Linked DNA regions of Mus musculus: region 1 is linked to region 2. Evidence: chromatin contacts called from public promoter capture Hi-C data. All regions are on one chromosome and are shown on one strand. The core of a region is the stretch at or near the end of the contact, and the rest is flanking DNA. Distances in the headings are between cores, read along the strand shown. Region 1 overlaps Proz (protein Z, vitamin K-dependent plasma glycoprotein). Region 2 overlaps Atp11a (ATPase, class VI, type 11A).

Region 1 (3,314 bases), core at 499-2,998, 270 kb after region 2:
AGTCCCGAGATACTCCATGTGGTTTAAACAGATCATGAAGTAGCTGAAATCCAACAACATGGCTGCCAGAGGGTCGAATCCGGTCACAGTTAGCACTGGAAGATGACCTCTTATTCCTTGGAACTTTACATTTTTCTTTACTCTTGAGAATTTCATACACACATATAATGAAATGTGACTACACCCACATCCCATTTCCCTTCTCCAACTCCACTTATATTTCCTGAGACTCCACTAAGTTCAGTTAGCACTACCTCTGTGTGTATGGTGTGGGGCCATCCACTAGAGCACCCTCAGGACTACACAATTTTCCCTCCCTCAGCAGCTATCAACTGCCAACAGCTCCTCAGTGGGGAGTGTGGCAGGGACCACCCCCCATCTATGTCAGAATCTGGCTTGATCTTGTGCAGTCTTGACCAGGTCACCCCAGCTGCTGAGTCTGTTCCCACTAGAAGGCACTCTTCTCGACATCCCTCCCACCTCTCAGCTGTATGTTTTTCCCCATTCTCTTGGACGATTTTCCCTAAGCCTTGATGGAGGTGGAGGTGTAGGTGCAAGAGAAAGGGAGTTGGGGCCTGTTGATTAAGATGTCCCCCATAGGCCTGAGCCCTCAGCCCCTACTCTAACGCTTTGACTAATTATACATCTTTGCATTAACTGCGGCCCATTATGAAAAGAGGGTTCTTTGACCAAAGCTGCCAACAGCCCAGCTCTATGGTATGAGCATATATATTTAGAAGGTAATTTTTAACATGACCTTTTAGCAAAGTAACACTAGCAGCTTCTACCCCAGGCCTGTGACCTCCCCAGTCACAAGCTTTTGGCCGAGATTATAGCTTCAGGCATGGAATCCCTGTGAAGCAGGCCTCACAATCAGCCAGAAAGCAGTTCTGTACCCACAATTGCACCAATGTGCACATCTTGCCTGGCATGTCAGTGTTGTGGACGAGGGCCCAGCACTGGGTAAGACCATTGTTGCCTCCGCTGTTCCTGTAGCTAGCACAGGCTTCTGGCCTTATGAAAGCTAGCCAGCAAGGCGTTTCTTTGGTAATTTTTATCCAAACAGAGGCCTTAAGGGAAAAAAAAATAGGATTTGTGAAATAAAAGCAGTGTCAGTCGTAAACTGGCCGAGTTACTGAGTGGAAGCTGAGTGGAGAGAGGCTGTGAACACCCGTGGTTGTGTCACAGTTGGTGTGTCGAACACTGGAACAGGAGGTGCAAGGGCAGCCTCATTCTGGTTCTGCTAGGGAGAGGAGAGCAAGCTTAGTACTGAAGAGGGCCCTGGACCTCCTGACAAGGCTGTAGCTAGACACGCTGGGCGAAGCCCTCAGCGGATTCCAGGAGTGCGGCAGCCTCTCAACTCAGCCCTGTGGTTGGGGAAGCTGTGCTTACGCAAGACCTTAGTTTCCTGTGCCTCAGCACCTTCATCTCTAAGAGGAATAGCTCAACTGTGGCTATGATGACATTTAAAAGGGGAGGAAAAGGTAAACTGAGCCCCAAGTCTGAAGATAGACTGGGCTGTGAAATAAGGCACTGTCTCAAACGAACAAATATAAGGGGCCAAAGCAGTGTGCCCTTAGGCAAGAGATAAGTGTGAGTATTTAATGTTGATGCAAACTAGTTACAATAATGTATGGGTCTGTGTGCCCACGAACTAGGACACCAGAGACAGCACACAGCACAGTGTGGAGACAGCACACAGACACACACTGTGGAGACATCACACAGCACACACTGTGGAGACATCACACAGACACACAGTGTGGAGACAGCACACAGACACACACTGTGGAGACATCACACAGACACACACTGTGGAGACAGCACACAGTGTGAAGACAGCACACAGTGTGGAGACAGCACACAGCACACACTGTGGAGACATCACACAGACAAACAGTGTGGAGACAGCACACAGACACACACTGTGGACACAGCACACAGTGTGGAGACAGCACACAGACACACACTGTGGACACAGCACACAGTGTGGAGACAGCACACAGACACATACTGTGGACACAGCACACACTGTAGAGAGGTTGCTTCTTTAATTTCTAAATTCAACTATTCGTCACTTCAATCAGGTTCTGACTTACGACGTCACTGTTTAATAAATTACCTGGAGCAGCCTGAAAAGTTGATTCTGTTGCTTCTAAACTCAGAACTATGGGACCCTGGACGCTCATAGCAACCCTAATATTTGAATGGTTACAAGGATACCACTCTACTGGATCAGCTCTTCATGGCAGCTCTGCAGGAGGTAACACCATAGACATGGACACAGAGGACACAGGAGGGCAGGCTTAGCCTTGGTGGAGCTCATAAGCTCTACCAGCCTATGAGGGGCCACGCTCAATGCCAGATGCCTCTCTGCACACCGTGGGCGAATGGTTCAGAGAGTAGGGACATGACCATGGACATGGCAAAGGCAGTGTTCTCAGCTGGAAAGTGGTACAATTCATACCACAGGCACCTCTTCCTTTGGCCCTGTTCTGGAACCCAGCTTTAGCTGCTGGAGATGGCCACATGGAGAATACAAGCTGTCCACGCCCACCCCACTGAGCCCAATATCCAAGCCCATATTCAGGAGTGAGCCACCTTCTAGCCCCCAGGACCATCACATGGAGCAGTTGCCTAAAGCCACAAAGCCTTGACCAGGCAAAGATTTGGGATAAAGTCAGGATATTGATGCCTCATGGCATAGTTTGGGTGATTTTGCCATCCTGCAAGAGGATGCTAATGAAGCAGCCACGTAAGGGGACGTCCTGCACCATGCCCCGTGGAGACCACGTAAGCTCCCCCACAGTTCGTCTGCAAAAGGAATGGCTTCTGACTACAAAAACTCTGCAGAGACTAACAAATTGTTAGCCTTTCCACATTAGTGCACTTCTCATAAACGGGGGACAAGCCTCACATCGTGGCACCCACCTGGTCTGGGGACACAGAGGCAAGAATAGCATCATGTGGAAGCATGGTCTACATAGAGTTCCAGGCCAGCCAGGCTATATAAAGAGACCCTACCTCAGACAGACAAATGGATGGACAGATGTGCGGGTGGGCGGGCAGGCAGAGAAATACAGAGATGATAGACAAGTGAACAAAATAAACAACACACAGAGGAAACAGACACTCTTAAGAAGTTGGAGTATTAGGGGCTGGAGAGCTGGCTCAGTGGTAAGGAACACTAGCTGCTCTTCCAGAGGACTTGGGTTCAATTCCCAACATCCACAGCTATTTGTAACTCCAGGATCTGACCCCCCTCAAACAGACATACATGCGGACAAAACACAAATGCACATAAAATAAATAAA
Region 2 (3,143 bases), core at 167-2,666:
GTGGTGGTCAGCACACCTCTAGCAGCCTGCCGTTGGTCTTTGATGTGACTGTGTGACAAAGATGTGTGGCCCGTCCACAGTTATCAGAGATACATATTGCAGCTCAGGTGGGAGGAGGACCCCAGAGAGTTTGCGAGGGATGGAGTGTGGGCTGGGCCCAGCTGAAGCTGCAGAGTGGAGGGGCACAGGAACATGATGACGGGATGTAACTGAGACTAAGGGAGGTGACACGTTGTACTTAGGTGTTTTAAAAAACCCCTTCCAGTTTCTTTGAATGGTGGCAGGATGATGTCTTCCTGTTAGAGTGGCTTTGTCTTTGGTGTATTCTGGAACACTCCCTGTCCTCCTTGTGTGAGCTACACCAGTAGGGTCCTCTCTGTGCTTCACATGAGTCACATGATTAAGATTAGACCACAGACAGTGGGCGTCTATCCCTTAGGCATGTTCGGTGGCCTTCTGCCTCTTCATCCACTGCCCACAGTGAAGAGGTACCAATGACAAATGACAATTTGGAAAATCTGTATTTTAATTTTTTTTTCCTTAAAAATTAATCTGGCACCAATATGTCAAAGATGCTAACCTGGATGGTTATTTCCACACTCCAGAGTTCGGTGTTTGAGTTGTTTTATAATGTCTCTTCCACAATCTTGAGTGAAGGTGCAGACTGTCATTAGGAACTGTGATGGTGGTCAGATCTTGGCAGGACCCCATCCCATTGCCTCTGCTGTACTGGGAAAAGGCAGTTAAGGCTAACCAGTGCTCACTGGGTTCCCTCAGTGAGTGGATGTGCTCCCTCAGCAGCTGCGGGCAGCCTGTGGCTCCCAGCTCTTCCTCACTGGGCTGGGCTGGGCTGGGCCCCTAAAGTGCTCACTGGCCTCTGTGGGCTCAGGCACTGTATCCACAGCTACTGCCTCCTCTCCCAGGATCTCTGCCTGCTTCACAGTGATCTGTGTCAATGTCTTCCTTCCACCTTGTCACCTCCCTGCCAACCTATTAGTCCCCTCTGTCTGCTCCATGCCACACATGAGGGAGCCCGGATTCGCTCATCCATGGAAGTGCTGTCTGCATCACATGCCTCAGATTTATTGATCTATTCTTTTTAGTACTTTATTAATTAGTCATGTGAACAAGGTCCTGTGGCTTGTCTAGACTTGAGTTGTTGCTAGTAAGTATCCATTTGCTCTGGTAGGGCCCAGCCCCAACAGCAGTCTTGTACCCTCAAGGAACAAGACTACTAACACTCTTGCTGTGATCTGAGCCTCTGATGGGCCACCCGATTTGTCATCGGTCAAAGACAAGTGCTTATGGGTTTTATTTTTAAAAACCCTGGCAGTCAAGTGATTCCTAGGAGCATCTCGACTCCTGGCCTTGGTCAGGAAGAGCAGGAATTAATATTTAACTGCCTGTGTTAGCACACTGAGAACAGAGCCTGGCCTTCAGTGTCTTGGCCCATGCTTCCCTGCGGTTAACCCTTTCCTAGAGAGCTTCCTACAGCTCAGCTGAGCCTTTCCCAGCCACTAAACCTGGTGCATCTGTCCCAACTGCACGCACAGCCAAGTCTGGGAATGAGACCTTTTTAGGAGGCATGATCTGAGAGCCTCAAAGCAGCTCGGAGGAGCGAGATTCCCGAGGGGCTGCATGTGTGGCTGCAGGGATTCTCTTCAGGGCTCCTCTTCCACACACAGGTGTTTTCCACCCAAGCCGTCTCTCCTCCTGAGGGTGGACAAGAAGGTGCTAGTTCCCCTCTAAGTGATGCCCCTGAGGCCTACTGTGGCTTCAGACTTCAGCCTCTCAGTAGGGACTCATGGCTGCTCCTGAAGCTTAGTGCGAAGGTTTCTGGGAGTTTCACCAAGCACTGGAAGGGATTTGTGTGTCTTCTCTTTCCGGGTGTTTATAGAACTTATGTCAGAGCATGAGCAGGGAGTGGAGCCCTCCAGCTGTCATGGGATATGTGGACCTTACCAAGACTGTTCACCATCCTACCCTCAGCCTTCCCACGAGACTAAAGGCTGTGCATGAAATCATCTCTTACTGGGAGGGGCTGCTGGGCCTTTGTTCTGACTAAGATAGTGCCTGCTGGGCAACCACTGTGCCTTAGAGGATTCAGGGCACTGAGTATGGTGTAGTTGGGATGAGGGAATGCTTTCGTGGCTCATTGTGGGATGAAACCAGTCACTGCTCCGGGAGTGGTCATGCTGCTTTTGACCAGGGCTGGAAGTTGGCTCCTGTGGCAATGGTACTCACTCTGCCTGGCTCCTGGGGGTGTGGCTGCAGTTTGAGCTCTTTATTCCGACTGCTGCACAGCCAAAGCTGGTGATGCAGAGTGTATGCCATGCATGCGTCTTGTACCATAGCACACTGGGGGACAAGTGGGAAGGGCTTCATGGACCCAGCAAGCAGGTGCCTGAACAGAAGGGCTGCTCATGCTGAAGGACTAGAGAGAACTAGGAAGGAAGTGTAATGGGGCAGATGCACAGGTGCTGGGCTGCCTGGCACCACCTCTACTGGCCTTGAACTCACCCAGGAGGGGAGTGCCTTCCAGGCCCTCCTGTCTTCTGGGCCTAGCACCTGACCATATATTTTGTGTTCCTTTCTACAATTTGAAATGCACAATCTTCCTGCCTCATCCTGTTTCTACCAGCACCCAGAGTTCTTTGGGCCTCCCTCTGAGCACAGATGGCCTCTCAGTGTGTCAGTGTCTGCCTGGGAAATTTGCCACAGAACTGAAGCCCCGTCTCACCCACAGGGCTCAGCCAGTCATGGGTCTGGCCATGGTAGGGAATTTGGGAGCCCCTGATGTGACCCTCATCAGAATGTACTTGGGCATGGAGCAGGACGGGACTGGGACCTCCACATCAGCAGGCGGCCTCTGTCTCAACCTGACGGTGTTGTGGGGAAGATCAGCACTCCAGGCTTCAGGCACATGCTGACTGTGTTCTTCTACCCACAGTGTGCAGGGGAAGAGAACTGGGTGGACAGTCGGACCATCTACGTGGGACACAAGGAGCCCCCTCCGGGTGCAGAGGCCTACATTCCACAGAGATACCCCGACAATAGAATCGTCTCCTCCAAGGTAGCCTCACTATCTGCTCGGAGCTACTGCCTGAGAAAGGCTGCCCCCGGGACGGCCCCTTCTGCTGCTT

The links. Promoter capture Hi-C pulls out the DNA fragments that hold promoters and counts their contacts.
Region 1: a contact with region 2 is called in a promoter capture Hi-C map of liver, with 2.1 times the contacts expected there. The contact joins two enhancer-like sites. A contact is called at or near these places in 4 of 39 promoter capture datasets (the HPC-7 cell line, frontonasal cranial neural crest, liver and 1 more) and 1 of 9 other capture datasets (liver).

Annotation. Positions count from the first base shown.
Region 1 is chr8:13,073,888-13,077,201 of GRCm38.p6, forward strand. Proz (protein Z, vitamin K-dependent plasma glycoprotein) reads left to right here. Exons shown (of 8, transcript NM_025834.4): 8 at 1-2,139. The coding sequence ends at 43. It also overlaps a transcript of Pcid2 not described here. Among named protein-coding and RNA genes, the nearest start is that of Proz, 15 kb to the left of the region's middle. Within about 2 kb of position 1,749, at least 28 of the 459 cell types and tissues checked have an H3K27ac peak or open chromatin away from gene starts, as enhancers often do. A contact at or near this core is called in liver, where this site is marked.
Region 2 is chr8:12,803,700-12,806,842 of GRCm38.p6, forward strand. Atp11a (ATPase, class VI, type 11A) reads left to right here. Exons shown (of 30, transcript NM_001293667.1): 2 at 2,951-3,073. Among named protein-coding and RNA genes, the nearest start is that of Gm15350, 27 kb to the right of the region's middle. Within about 2 kb of position 1,417, at least 17 of the 459 cell types and tissues checked have an H3K27ac peak or open chromatin away from gene starts, as enhancers often do. A contact at or near this core is called in liver, where this site is marked.